2 separate regions of the Gossypium hirsutum genome follow, and region 1 is linked to region 2. A link is a contact called in public Hi-C data. All regions are on one chromosome and are shown on one strand. The core of a region is the stretch at or near the end of the contact, and the rest is flanking DNA. Distances in the headings are between cores, read along the strand shown.

What was found. A called contact is a pair of places that touch in the nucleus more often than the background predicts.
Region 1: a Hi-C map of leaf shows a contact between it and region 2, with 2.4 times the contacts expected there. The contact joins the promoter of LOC121203706 here to the promoter of LOC107952922 in region 2. A contact is called at or near these places in 12 of 34 Hi-C or Micro-C datasets (callus, fibers, hypocotyl and 3 more).

What each region holds. Positions count from the first base shown.
Region 1 is chrA07:33,653,242-33,660,617 of Gossypium_hirsutum_v2.1, reverse strand. It overlaps LOC121203706 ((+)-neomenthol dehydrogenase-like), which reads left to right and starts at 3,426. Exons shown (of 3, transcript XM_041074146.1): 1 at 3,426-3,445; 2 at 6,022-6,268; 3 at 6,355-6,435. The coding sequence starts at 3,426. The coding sequence ends at 6,435. LOC107952923 ((+)-neomenthol dehydrogenase) reads left to right here. Exons shown (of 5, transcript XM_016888129.2): 2 at 860-1,106; 3 at 1,193-1,246; 4 at 1,716-1,892; 5 at 1,974-2,555. The coding sequence ends at 2,348.
Region 2 is chrA07:33,461,035-33,468,440 of Gossypium_hirsutum_v2.1, reverse strand. LOC107952922 reads right to left here and starts at 2,263. Exons shown (of 15, transcript XM_041118011.1): 1 at 2,245-2,263; 2 at 1,561-1,639; 3 at 1,425-1,478; 4 at 1,138-1,339; 5 at 977-1,051; 6 at 742-843; 7 at 499-539; 8 at 206-319. The coding sequence starts at 1,472.

The sequences.
Region 1 (7,376 bases), core at 2,177-4,676, 190 kb before region 2:
GCTTTAGTAGAGAAAAAAACAAAGTTAAAAGCTGTTAGATATTTGATGAAAAATGGATTGAGACAGAGAAAAAAACATATAAAAAATGAAGCAATCAAGTCATGATCTTCTATTTCATTACTTGGCTTATAGTTTACATGTATAACAATGCTTAAATAATCTGAAAATAATATTAAATAATTACAACTTGGCAAGTCTTGAAACTTGTACAATACAACTTGTCACTCTATTAGTTGATTTTAGTCTAATTAGCAACCAAAACATCTTGTCAAAAAATATTATCGTTTCAGAGCAATTTGGCAAGTTGACAACTTGGAAAGAAAGGGCTTGCATGCATAAGCTCGCCTAACAAAGCTCACAACTTTGGTGAAATCGTAATTTTGGATGAGCTTGCAAATTTGGTGAGCTTCGCATCTTTGCTGAGCTCGCATCTTTGAATGAGCTCGTAGATGTGCGATTTGTGTTCGCCATTGCATAGATGGCCACTTTGCAACAAAAGCGATAATAGAGTAAAATTGTGTTTTTGTGTGTGGTCATATATGAGAAAAAGATTGAGGCTTAACATTTATAATAGATTTACGGGTTGCTAAGATCTAAATATTACTCTATGGTTGATGCAACTTTTCTTATTCTTTAACAATGTTGGCAGTACATTTATCATTTGTTTTCGTTACTTATGTAGCACGTTCTATTTATTGAAGAAAATGAATTCATTATGTGTCATTTGAAAATATTTATGTTAAACAAATAAACTATTATCTTTGAGGTTTACATAGATATAGCCTATAGGTCCATTTTATTTGGGTATTAACTGCTTCTTCTCTGAACTAATGGTTTGAAATGAATTTGCTTATTTCAGGTATGCAGTTGTCACTGGGGCAAACAAGGGTGTTGGACTTGAAATATGTAAGCAATTAGCTCAAAATGGGATCATGGTTGTGTTAACAGCTAGAGATGAGAAAAGAGGTCTTGAAGCTCTTGAAAGTCTAAAACACTCTGGTCTCTCGGATTATCTAGTTTTTCACCAGCGCGATGTAGCAGACCCAAAAAGCATTGCATCTCTGGCCGATTTTGTGAAGAAACAATTTGGCAAGTTAGATATCTTGGTACCAATTATCCAACTTAAATACCATAATTACCTGAACCCTAATTTTCTATGTTAAGATTTTCTTAATAAATTATTCTTTTGCAGGTTAACAATGCTGCGATATTAGGTGCAACCTTTTCGATTGCTCCTGGTACAGAGGTATGTTGGCTAAATTACCTTTATTAAGAAAGCATGTGTCAGGACATAACCTATTGGGTCATGGATACCTAATTATCTTATTATTTCTTTTCTAACTCAAAAGGGGATAGTGGTTAAGAACTCTGTATTGTCATTAAAGGTTTAGGATAAGTTTTGGCTATGACATCTCTCTCAATTTGTAATGTACCAAAAAGAAAGTTCTATTATCTTAGGCACGTTTTCAAAGGGTTAAATGCATGTTTAATTGTTCCGTCATTATTTTTTCATTTACAATATTTTCATCTATTAATATGTGAATGACGATTAAACATGCATTGAACATTAATAGATTAAAAAATAATGGAGTGGAATCAACCCTGTCTTCGTACATATGAGAGTGGTAAAACTTTGATAGATTTATAGGTACTCGAAGAAACAGTAAAGAAGTAGCCGGATGGGATTATGTCATGATAGCTTGTTACAAATGTAGGTAAATTCGCGTGATATATGGAGTAAAGCGACTGATGACAATTACGAGTTAGCCGAAGAATGCCTAAAAACAAACTACTACGGCGCTAAAAGAACTGCCGAAGCACTTATTCCATTGCTGCAACTATCCGACTTGCCAAGGATCGTAAACGTTTCCTCCTCTGTAGTCATGCTGAAGGTAGAATCCCGAGTTCCTGTAAAATCCCATTTCAGATCATAAGCTTTAAAAATGGTTGATGGAAAAGTTTCTTTGTTACAGGGTAAAGGTGAAAAGCTTAAAGGAGTGTTAACAGGTGTTACAACAGAGGAGAAACTGAATGACTTAATAACTGAGTATCTAAAAGATTTTAAGGAGGGTTTACACGGAAGTAAAGGATGGCCAACCTTCATCTCTGCCTATACTGTCTCTAAAGTAGCATTGAATGCCTATACAAGGATTCTGGCAAACAAGTACCCAGATTTCTGCATCAACTCTGTTTGCCCTGGATATGCCAAAACTGATATAAACCTCAACACTGGTACAATAACTGCTGAAGAAGGTGCTGTGACTCCTGTTAAGTTGGCACTCTTGCCTAAAGGTGGCCCTTCTGGTCTCTTTTTTGTGAAGAGTGAGCCTGCAACTCCGGAACCTTGATGCGACACCACGACGACGGCAACAATGCAATCTCAACTTAGATGCAATGCAACAGTAAGATGAAAATGGACAACAAATTTGGTTGCGAAATGCAAATTTGTTCTGTAAATTCCACTTTATATCTGAAATTTTCTGTTATAAGTTGTAATATATGGGAATTGCCCAACTTTTGAACCTAAACATATATATATGGCAATATTAGTTTTAGTTTATCCATCAAAAAACTTAGTTTTACCTCAAAGATGGTTGCTTTTAATGGGAGTTGATTTTTATGAACAAAAGAGAAATTTCTGCAGGTCCTTTCCCGCTGCTCGAAACTGACATTTTTGCCCACACATTATTTAATTTAAAATTATTGGTTAAAATAAAAAAGAAATCGTATACATTCAAAAATAATTATAATTATAAATTAAAAATTTTGTTTATTTTAAAATAGAATTATTCAATAATTATAATTAATATTTGATGTTTTTAGATTTGAGTTTCGAATTTTGGATATTTTTATATTTATTTATATTTAATAATTATAATTAATATTTTTTTAAAATAAAATTATTCATATTTATTTTTAAACTCTTCAATATTTTTTTGTTTTACATCGATAATAATATGTTATTGTATAATTAAATAATGGTGCATAAGACTATCACGAATATTGCCTTAAATATTTCCCATAAAATTCCAATTTTTAGTGTTTTTTTTTTAAAGTTAAATTTGTAGTGATAAATCTTTTAAAAAATATAAATAATAAAACTCAGAAAGTAAATAATACAAATTTACTCAATTATTACAGATTGTTTGCACTTCTGTGGTTCATAAAGGCTTAACTGAGCTGTCTAAATTTGGTGCCAAATTTGGTTGATTTGAAGCGTCTTGTTGACTGAATTTGGATTATTAGGTACCACAAACTGGTTTGAAGGGTAGGGACCATTTTCTAGCTTAGTATTTATGATATTTAAGGATTGCCTATATATGTATCTCTAAAAGCCTATGAAAAGATTATTATCTTCTTTAATTTATTAGATCATCATTTTCAAACTTCAGACTAGATAGGGGCCTTTCTACTTAACATCATCAATGGCAGAAGTAATCAAGAGGTACTACTTTTTTCTTCACATACCATGATATGTCTCTTCAATTTTTCTTCAAATTCCACGTTGACGTCAATTTTTTTAGGCTTGGAAAATGGAGGGAGATCGGTTTTTGTAGTTGGCGGACTGTGCTCTGTGACCATCTAGCTGGATTCTGTGGTGTGTAACTAGAAACTGCAAAATGGGGGTGAGTTAAGAGGCGTCGTAGCTTATGTGTCGGGACGCTCTCTTAATTCGGTTTTTAGTAAAGAAAAAGCAAGGTTGAAAGCAATAATAGAGTAAAAATATAGGTGGAAGAGGTCATATTTGAAAAGATGTTAAAGCTTCGCATTTATAATCGATTTATGGGCTACTCAAATCTGAATACTACTCTTTGATTGGTTAATTCATCTTTTCCTATTATCTTGGGATGTTCGCCATACATTTTTCATGCATTTTCTTGAATGGTGTAAAATTTTAGTTTAAGTGATAAGATATAAAAGATTAAGATTTATTTGACTTGAGAAAGAATGATTCAAATCTGTTTTATAAGTAAAAAATAAATAAATTTAAAACTAAAGAAAATGAAAACATTAAAAGAAGAAATTTAAGAACAAAAATTATAAAACAAATGGAAAATGGAATGAATAACCCGATGATATGATGAATAAGTGTTCAATTGAAACCTTTAAGATATAAATCATAACAAACTTGATTAATGACTTTAATCAACTCTCTAAGAAATAATGCAAATTGAATGATGAATCCTTAGCAAATTGAAGGTTGAAGAATGAATTCTCACAACTCTTTGAAGAAAATCGAGAAGAAAACTATGTCAAAAAAATCATAAAAAAGAAATATTGCACAAAAAAATTAACTCCCAAAGTTGAAAACTTTATTAATAAAAACAATTGTCCTTAATGAACAATAAAGAAGCCTTTATAGTCAGATTAAGAATGCTTCTACAAAATGCTTTGGGGACAAAAAAATACTTTTGGGACAAAAGTATTCTTAAATAAGCTGCTTTTTGCTAGAAAAAATGCTTCTCCCAAACAAAAAATTGGCCCAAAAGTATTTTTCTAAGAAGCTAAAAGTGTACTTTCCCAAAAGCACTTTTGAAAAATATTCTTAAACTAGGCTTAAGAAACATAAAACTCTAAAATAACTTAGAATACTTAAAAAAAATCTAAAATTTAGAATAAATAAATAAAAAAAGAATACCTAATAAATACAATAGTGGACTAATATGTAATAAAAATTAAGGCTAAAAATCGAACTCAATATGATTTAAATTCAAATTAAAAGTCCGAAACTAATAATTTTCGTAATAATACCGTCCAAAATTTTTGCTCACACAGTCTTCACTATAACAATCATAACTTGAGTTCCCGAATTCTAAATCAAGTGATTCAAAGTGCGTTTCAAAGCTAAGAGATAAATCTTTGAACACTAGACATCTTAACCCGGAAAAGCCTAGATCTCATTCAAAATGTGATCACAAGTTAACTGATTTTCCAACTTGAACATTGGCACATTTAGTGAAAGGATTTTAATAAATTTTACACCATTCGTGCATGTATCATAAGGCATAAAAAACTCCCAAATTTTGGCAAAAAAATTAGGATAAATTACAAAAATAGTCCATGTCTTTATTTCTATTTTTGTCACCAAACTAATTTTTTTCGATTTAATCACTCAACTTTTCGAAATAAAATATTTTAGTCACTAATCTCATTAATTGCCATTAGATAAGTGACGAGAAGCTAACGTGAGGCTTTTTTTATTGGTCTAATAACAAATTTAGCTCTCTAATATTTACACATTCTATTAATTTAATCTTAAATCTACAAAAATTCTATAAATATAATCAAATGCATACTTGGATGACTATTTTTGTAGTTTATCCAAAAACGATGAAATCCCTCCGAAAAAAAAACCACACTCAGTTAAACTCTCATACATTCATATTGAAGTTCAACAAAAAAAAAAAGGAAAAATTATAAATAAATCAAAATTTAAAAAATATTTTAAAATTTTATGTTAACAATCACTGAATTTGAACAACGACTTATTCAAGTTCAGTCTAAATTTGAAAATTTTTAAATAATATATATTTAAATTTTGAAAAAATTATAAATTTGTAGAAAAATATTAAAATTTTTAAAAGTATTGAATAAAATTCAAAAATTTCAAAAAATAAAAATTTTAAAAAAATCATTTAAAAGTTTAAGTCTAAAATGAATTTAGACAGATTAGTTTTCCAAATTCAATCTAAATCTAGACTTCAAGATAATTTTATTAAAATAATTTTATTAAAATATATGAAATATATAAAATTATTTTTCTTCGTGTAGAATTGACACCACAAAATCAAGGTTACAGAAAAATGGTCACTACATCATTGTCATAGAATTGTTCTTCTTAATTGTTTAAAACATTTTATTTGTTGAAGAAAATGAATTCATTATGTGTCATTTGACAATATTTATGTTAGACAAATAAACTATTATCTTTGGGGCTTACATAGATCCAGGTCAATTTTATTTGGGTATAAATTGCGTCCTCTTTGAACTAGTGGTTTGAAATGAATTTGCTTGTTTCAGGTATGCAGTTGTCACTTGGGCAAACAAAGGTGTTGGACTTGAAATATGTAAGCAATTAGATCAAAGTGGGATCATGGTGGTGTTAATTGCTAGAGATGAGAAAAGAGGTCTTAAAGCTCTTGAAAGTCTAAAACACTCTGGTCTCTCGGATTATCTAGTTTTTCACCAGCTCGATGTAGCAGACCCTGAAAGCATTGCTTTTCTGGCAGATTTTGTGAAGAAACAATTTGGGAAGTTGGATATCTTGGTACCAATTATCCAACTTAAATACCATAATTACTCGAGCCCTAATTTTCTATGACAAGATTTTCTTAATACATTCATCTTTTGTAGGTTAACAATGCTGCGATATTAGGTGCAACATTTTTTATTGCTCCTGGTATTGAGGTATGTTGGCTAAACTACCTTTATTAAGAAAGCATGTGTCAGGACCAAATCTATTGGGTCATGAATACCTAACTGTCTTATTATTTCTATTTAACTCAAAAGGAGATAGTGGTTAAGAACTCTCTGTTGACATTAAAGGTTCAAGATTCAAGTTTTGGCTATGACACCCCTCTCTCAATTTGTAATGCACCAAAAAAAAAAGGTTCTATTATTTAAGGCACGTTTTCAAAGGGTTAAGATCCACTCTATTACTTTTTCATCTATTAATATTCAATGCATGTTTAATCATCATTATTTTTTCATTTACAATATTTTCATCTACTAATATGTGAATGGCGATTAAACATGCATTGAATATTAATAAATGAAAAAATAATGGAGTGAAATCAAACCCGCCATTACATAATCAAATCCAATGTATAATGCACTATAGGTAGAGGTACATATGAGAGGTAAAACTTTGATAGATTTATAGGTACTCAAAGAAATTATAAAGATGTAGTTGGATGGGATTGTCTCATGATAGCTTGTTATAAATGTAGGTAAATTCGCGTGATATATGGAGTAAAGCAACTGATGACAATTATGAGTTAGCTAAAAAATGCATAGAAATAAACTACTATGGTGCTAAAATAACTGTTGAAGCACTTATTCCATTGCTGCAACTATCCGACTTACCAAGGATCGTAAATGTTTCCTCCTCTGTAGTCATGCTGAAGGTAGAATCTCGAGTTCCTGTAAAATCCCATTTCAGATCACAAGCTTTAAAAATGGTTGATGGAAAAGTTTCTTTGTTACAGGGTAAAGGTGAAAAGCTTAAAGGAGTGTTAATAGGTGTTACAAGAAACTAAATAACTTAATAGTTAAGGATAAATCTACCTTTTTGAGTAACCATAGGTTGAAGGAAGAATTCTTTCTCGTTTAGACCTGTGAGTAGATCCTACACCAAGGCGCATACCAACTTGGTA
Region 2 (7,406 bases), core at 1,014-3,513:
AAAACCAATTATATAATTTTGATTAAATACATTAATGCTAGCCATAGCATAGCCTAAACATCAGCACACTGTCAAATATAATTATGATAACTAATGAATAGAACCATAATTGCGATAAGTAAAAGTAACCTAGAGAATTATACTAAGACTCAGAAAAGGGAAAACCTAAAGCCAAGTAATGAAAAGAAAGGTTAGATTTTCATACCATTGGTGCTAAGAATAGTGCGGCATCAGCGACCCTTGAAGTAATTAAAACATTTGGTTGGTATCTCTCTAGACATGCGACTATTGGGGCTGCTCCCAGATATGTGCTAACACCCTTCAAAGAATTAAACAAGATAGAGCTCAAGAGTTTGCATTTCTCATGAAATTTCATAACTAAAGATGAAAAAACGTACATGCAGATGAAAACCAGATCATTAATCCTTTTATCTAAAACCAAAAAGAAGATACAAAAGGCCAATGAACGGTACATGCAAAGGAGTACCAGATTCTTACACCTTCCATGTTAACCAGCTTCTCAGGCAAGGATCCTGAACCTGAATATTTAAAAATATTTCTCATTTGGAGTCCAAGAATATTGCTAAACACAATGAATGAAAATTCTGAATTGCACACAACAATATACTGACCATAGTTTCTAAAATGAAGATCATACAATTGTCAGTTATCTGAACTCACCAGCAAAATTCTCATACATGATTAACTTAAATTTAAAAGGGGCTAACTTGATGAGCATACCCGATTCATTAACAAAGACCTCATGAGCCACAGCAACAGACAAACGAATCCCAAGGCTGCTGGCAACTTCTAAAACCTTTTCTCGAGCACTGACCGGATCCACTATCCAGGAAAGAATCAATATGCTCAGTATGAAAAGAAAAGATCAAACACAACTTTGAACATCAGCACAAAGCATTTGGTGAAATTTGGCAGACAACTCAAAATTTGAAACGATGTTTTCAAATTCTCATACTTGCACCCATGTTGGTAATTATACAAGTTCCTCTATCCACAGCCAAAGGTAGTAGCAGAGACATCCATTCTGAAACTGGAAATTAAACATTTTAGAGAAAACCCAAAAATAAAACATAAATAAGCTTGAATTCAAAACAATTGAAAGCAACATAAACATACTATTAGAATCATAGCCATCACCGCCGGACGCCATAGCCTGGTATCGTTCTGCAAGAGTACGTTCTGCTAAACATTCAAGAACAATATAATTCAGCTCTTTGACTCTGTTAAGCAATTTTTTAGCTGCCATTGGCCGGTCACCACCGAACCCAGCTCCACAGCCAATATAAACTTTGTCTTTTCTTCTTTGAGGATTGATTCTCTGCAGTTTAACATACAACAATTCAATTCAGCCTCCGGAAACTACCTTGGATACTTGTTTCTAAAAACTGATAAATTAAGCTAACCGGCTTGATCAGGCAGTCATGAATTTCTTCGTAGGTCTGTTTTTCCATTGATATCTGTTGAAGATTCAGAAAACAAAACGAAGTTCACACCAAAAGCTACGCTATTATTGATTTACTGATGAATTCAGAAATTTACCTTAGATTCAAAGTAAAAGAGTTGAGAAATTGTCTCGCCGCCGAGTTTTCTTCTCCGCAATCTAAATTATAGCTCTCCCCTGTAATTAAACCGATCAGTTGCTTGATTAGAATCTGAAAAACGAAGTCTGGGTTCTTAATAATTATGATGATAACTAAATAAATACAATAAGATCAGGCAGGCAGGCAAGCTGGCAGGGCAGCGTCCTAAAATGGAAAATTTTTAAATTAATAAAAATAAAATTAACATTTAAAAATATTAAAAATTTAATTTAATTTTTAAAATTATAAATATATAAATTATTAAAATTATATTTTTGCTATCATAAAAATTATAATTTAACTTCTTGTTTTGAATTCGTCACTGAGATGAGGGTCGAGAAATTATTTACAACTAGAAGCCAAAATTGACACATTATCGGAGGGTCCCGCTTTGAACTTTGTTTTGGTGGTAGTAGATGGTTACTTATCCTTTGACCCGGATGAAACACGCGCCGCCTGTTTTCTTCTATTTCTCGGCTAGAAAATCCCAGTTAGAGAGTTCAATTAGTAATGTTGCATTGGTTTCATTTAACTTTTCTTTTAGTTGAAAAAGGTTTCTTTTGGACTTTCCGTCACTAATGCCTTGGAGGTAAGTTATGTTAACAAATCTACATGCAGAAAAGAGGGAAAACGACTTGCTTACTGTTATGGATTCAGCTCATTTACTGGGTGAGGGAGGAAACAGATATAATAAACGAAGAAGGTAGATTGCTGAGTGCCAAGCGGCTAGCTGGGTTCATCAATATTCTCTCCTACTAAGAAGCTATATATAGAAACCTCACCTCACTTTGCTCGAGTAGAGACTTTGTTAATGGTCCACCTGGTCAAATTCCGTTCCTTTAATAAGAGTCAGTTTAACATTATTTTTAAAAAATATTTTTATCTTGAAAATATTTATTAAGATAAAAGCATTTTTAATTTATTTTTTTAGCTAAATACTTTTTTTAGCTAAAAATAAAAATAAAAAACTTTAGCTTTTATTTAAAAATGCTTTTTGACTCAAAAACATTTTTAATAAGCAATGTTAAAAAGGTCTAAGTGTAAAATTTTCATAAAATCTCCTAGTAAGACTTATTGATTTATCATTATATAAATTTTAAAAATTCAACGATGTAACATATGACTCATGAGATACATACCAGGTACTAAAATTGATATTGCTAAGTGTGTATGATGGATGATAATAAAATAAAAATTCGAATTAGTACAAATATATAAAATTAATCCAAATATTATACAATTTTACAAAAATAGAGTAAACATGGTTCCTTCTTGTGTAACTATTTTCAAGGATTTTTATGATAGCGGATTTGGGCAACCGTGGCTCACTATATGTTGAGTATTGTTGAAGATACTCTCTAAAAGCACCAAAGCCATTCCCTACCACCAGCAACCGTACGGATGAATAGGGTATCTCAATTCTTGACCGGAATTTTTAAGCACAGTGATTTATTTAAATAATTATTTTTAATTAGAATATAAACTCTATTTTAAAGTGACCAAAAGTATAATTTAAGGAAAAAAAACATAAAAATGCAGCTATCCAGATTAAACAATTAACTCAAAATAAAATTAAAATTAAGTTAAAAAGTCTTAAGTGAAAATAAATTTAAGGCTTTTTTTCGCGAGCAAGTCATGCCTTTTGTGCATGTTTGGGATTGCTTTGTTAATTTTTTCTAATTGATTTTCTTCTTTTCGGGAGCATGCCTTTGTGCATGCTTAGTACTGCTTTGTCAATTTATCCTCATTGTTTGCTTTTATCTTATTATGTTGTTTTATTGTTTTGTTTGTTATGGAGTCAGACTTTCAGATCCTTCCCTTGAAGGAAAAAGAAGAAGCCAAACTGGTGATTAACGTGGAAAATGTGTTGGAGGATGACATCAACTATGATCTTTCTTTCTTTTTTTTTGGCAAAGTTTTGGGGAATAGTTCACTAATTTTGCTGCGATAGGCATACTCTATTATTTAACCTATTGGTTTGGGGACCTTTATCTTATTAAGTTCTATCATTTTGTAGATCTTAAAAAGATGATTTCAAGAGGTCCATGATTGTTTAGTAATTGTTTATTACTTATCTATCAGTTAGCTAAGGGTGAGAACCCTGAAAATATTGAGTTTTCATTTGTCAATTTTTGGGTCCAAGTTCATAACTTGCCCCCAAGGTTAGCATCTATTAATCTTGCTAAAAGCCTAAGAGGTCTTATAGGAACTTCTCTAAACTATGACGCAAGTAACAAAGGGAATGTGTTTAATAGTTTTATGCACATTCACGTCCTGCTTGACATAAGAGAATCATTGATGAGAAAGAAAAAGATTCAAAGACAAATGGACAATGTTTTGATGATTTCTTTCAGCTATGAATTGGTTTGCTATCTGTGTTGTCGAATGGGCCATGGTGAAACAAGTTGTTGTAAATTTTTGGATATGTGGGATGGAGTGGTTGTTAGGGAATGGCCCGAAGAAATTACAACTGAGTTTTGTCGGTAAATGAGGGGATCGTTGGTGCAATAGAGACTCACTCTAGAGTTTAAGTCAACTAGTCTTATTTTCCTCAATCACAAGTTATTATAGCAAGGTGGGCGGGTTTGGAGAAACTGCCTATCTATCTCCCTCTTCTATCTCTGGTCATTCGTTATAAGCCGATCTCTTAAAAGGGACCTACCAGGAGCCATGAATTGTTTATCTTGGAACTGTCGAGGTTTGGGCAACCGGCGTACGGTTTTATCTCTGAAGGAGGTGATAAATTCTAATAAGCTCAAGTTTGTTTTTCTTATAGAAACTTTAGTTCATTACAAAAAAAAGAACAAAAATACGTATTGCTCTTCAGTCTGATAATTGCTTTTATGTAGATAAAATTGGTAGTAATGGGAGCTTGGCTTTTTTATGGAATTCCAATGTCAACACTACTATCACAGTCTACTCTAGCAACTATACTAATGTAATTATTGAGTCCTTCGAGTAAGTCCGACGACAGTTAACTAGTTGTTATAGGTTTCAAGAAGTTAGTAGAAATGATTAGTTGTGTCCGGTTAATTTGTGATGTTTAAGAACTTGTGTTCTGTCACCTAGCTTGGCATCTCTGCACTAACACAAGTTAGTTTGTGTTTACATGGCACTAATACCTAATTCGATGGTGACATGTGGCAACCTCTCAATATGCGACGTGACAGACATAAATTTTAAAAATTAAAAAACTTTAAAAATTTTAATTAATTAAAAAATATGTAATTTTTCATATCAAGAATGAACATGGACAAATGGTTATCTAGATATATATACATTTGTACACCTATTTGTCTAAATTCATTTCAAATATATATTTTTGTAAGTTTATATTTTTTAAATTTTTTTATAAAGTACCAGATTATCTATATTATTATTTTGAAATTAAAAAAATATATTTTAAAAAAATAAAATAATTAAATTAATAAAAATATAAAAAATCACATTAAGAATGAACCTAGATAAGTTAATGTCTAAATTAAAATGCATCTAGACAACCATATATCTAAATTCATTGTTGATGTGCTTTTTAGTTCTTTTATATTTTTTATTTATTTTATAATTTTATAAAATTTTATATAGATTATAGATTTTTATATATTTTTCAAAATATTATACGCTTTTTATATTTTTTTAATTGTATATATTTTTCTATTTTTATAAATTAATATTTTATATATATTTATAATAATAATCTAACAACTGATATTTTATATAACAAAATTTAAAATATATAAACTTACTAAAAAATATATAGAATGAATCTAGAAAAATGGGTGTCTAGGTTCATATTAGACGTGAGCATGGGTCGGGCCACTCGGCCCGGCCCGATGGCGCGCCCGAAATGTGACAGGGTTTGGGCAAAAATATAGGTTTGAAAAATGGGTTTGGACAAAAAAATAAGGCCAGTTTAAAAAATGGGCAAGGCCTCGGGTAAGACATTTTTGGCCCGGGCCCAAATTCACTAAAGGACAAAAAAAATTTAATTTTTTTAAATATTATTTTCTTGTTATTTTCTCCCTATTTTGCTACCATTTTGCTATTATGTTGCTTCTATTTTGTTGTTATTGTTTGGATATTGTATAAAACTTATTTTATTGTTAATTTTGTTATTATTTTAAAGACATTTGTTAATTTTGTTATTATTTTAGAGACATTTGCTTATTAAGTTGCATCTATCTTAGTGTTATTTAAGTATACATATTTTTTTAAATTTATTTTCAATTTGTTGGGAAATATTTATTTTGATGTTTTTAGTATTTCTGATATATTATATATATTTTAAAATTACATAAAAATAATATAAAAATTAATATGGGTGGGTCAGGTTGGGCCCGAGTTTTAGCATTTTTATCCGGGTCAAGCTTAGGCAAAATTTTAAGCTCATTTTTTGGGTCGAGCCCAGGCCTAACAAACGGGCCTGAATTTTTAGTCGAGTCCAGCCCGGTCCATGCTCACATCTAATTCATATGTATCTAGACAATTATTTGTCAAAGTTTATTGTTGATGTGATAAAAAAATTTTAAATTGACTTATATATTTTAAATATTTTTTAATTTCTTAGGTATTGCTCGCCAAATGGCATATTGAGAGGTTACTACGTGTTTCCATCAAATTGGCCACTAATGTCACGTCAATACAAATTTATGGTGGTATGGAGGTACCAACCTGAGTAACTGAATGCAAGTTTAAGTACCAACTAGATTAAAAAAAAGTTTAAACACCAACTATGTACTCTTGGATAAATTCAGGAGCAAAATATAGATGAAATAGAACAAAAAAGGGCAAAATGCACTGGTATGATAGGTATAAGATGGGAGTTTCAGCGAAATTGCAAGTATAGATTAAGGTTTTGATTTAGGTTAAAATATATTTAAAGTTGTTATATTCAATGTACATTTAAAATTTAGTCCCTACTTTTATTTTAAGGAATTTAGTCTAAGTTTATAAAATTTAAATGAAAGTCTAATTTAAGTTTGTCATAATGTTATTTAATTATATAGCTTTAAATTGAGTATTTTTTATTTTAAAATATCACACTACTGAATTAAACAATATATTTTAACGTTATTAACAATTAGACCAAAATCTTAAAATTTAAAAAATAAAGAAATTAAATTACAATAATAATAAAACCGAACTAGTTGATTGATACATTCGTCAGAAGCAAAACAAACGATGGATTGACCCCTATACCAAAATAATAATAAAAAGTTTGATTGAACTAAATTTTATAATTTTTTTAATACTTTAAATTTTATAATTATTTAATAATTTATTTAATTGAAATTGATTACACAATCCGACGCTTGCAAGTATATATTAACCTATATTAACCTTTGGATTTATTTTAAGAATGAAATTGACTACTCTATGGTACAATTGTTAGGCTTTCATCCACTTTGGAGTCCTACTGTTTAGGGGTTAACTGAACTAGATTAATATGAATTGAATTAATCAAAAAAAATTATCTTTTAACTGTTAATTGAATTGAATTATTTTTTTTCAAAAAATTAATCGAACCGAAATATTTCAGTTAATTAAGTTGATTAACCAATTTTTTTTTTGTTAAAGCAAATATAATATATATCAAAAATAAATAAATTGATAATATTTATTTGACTGAATTAATCAAATTAAAACTACATATAATTTGTATTATTAATTAACTAATAACTAAACTTTCAAAAAATCATTAACCGAGTTCTGATCGAATTAGATCAATTAATCGAATTAGATTAGTTCAATTAGGCTCCATTTGTTTGTCAGTAAAATATTTTCCGGAAAATGATTTCTGGAAAA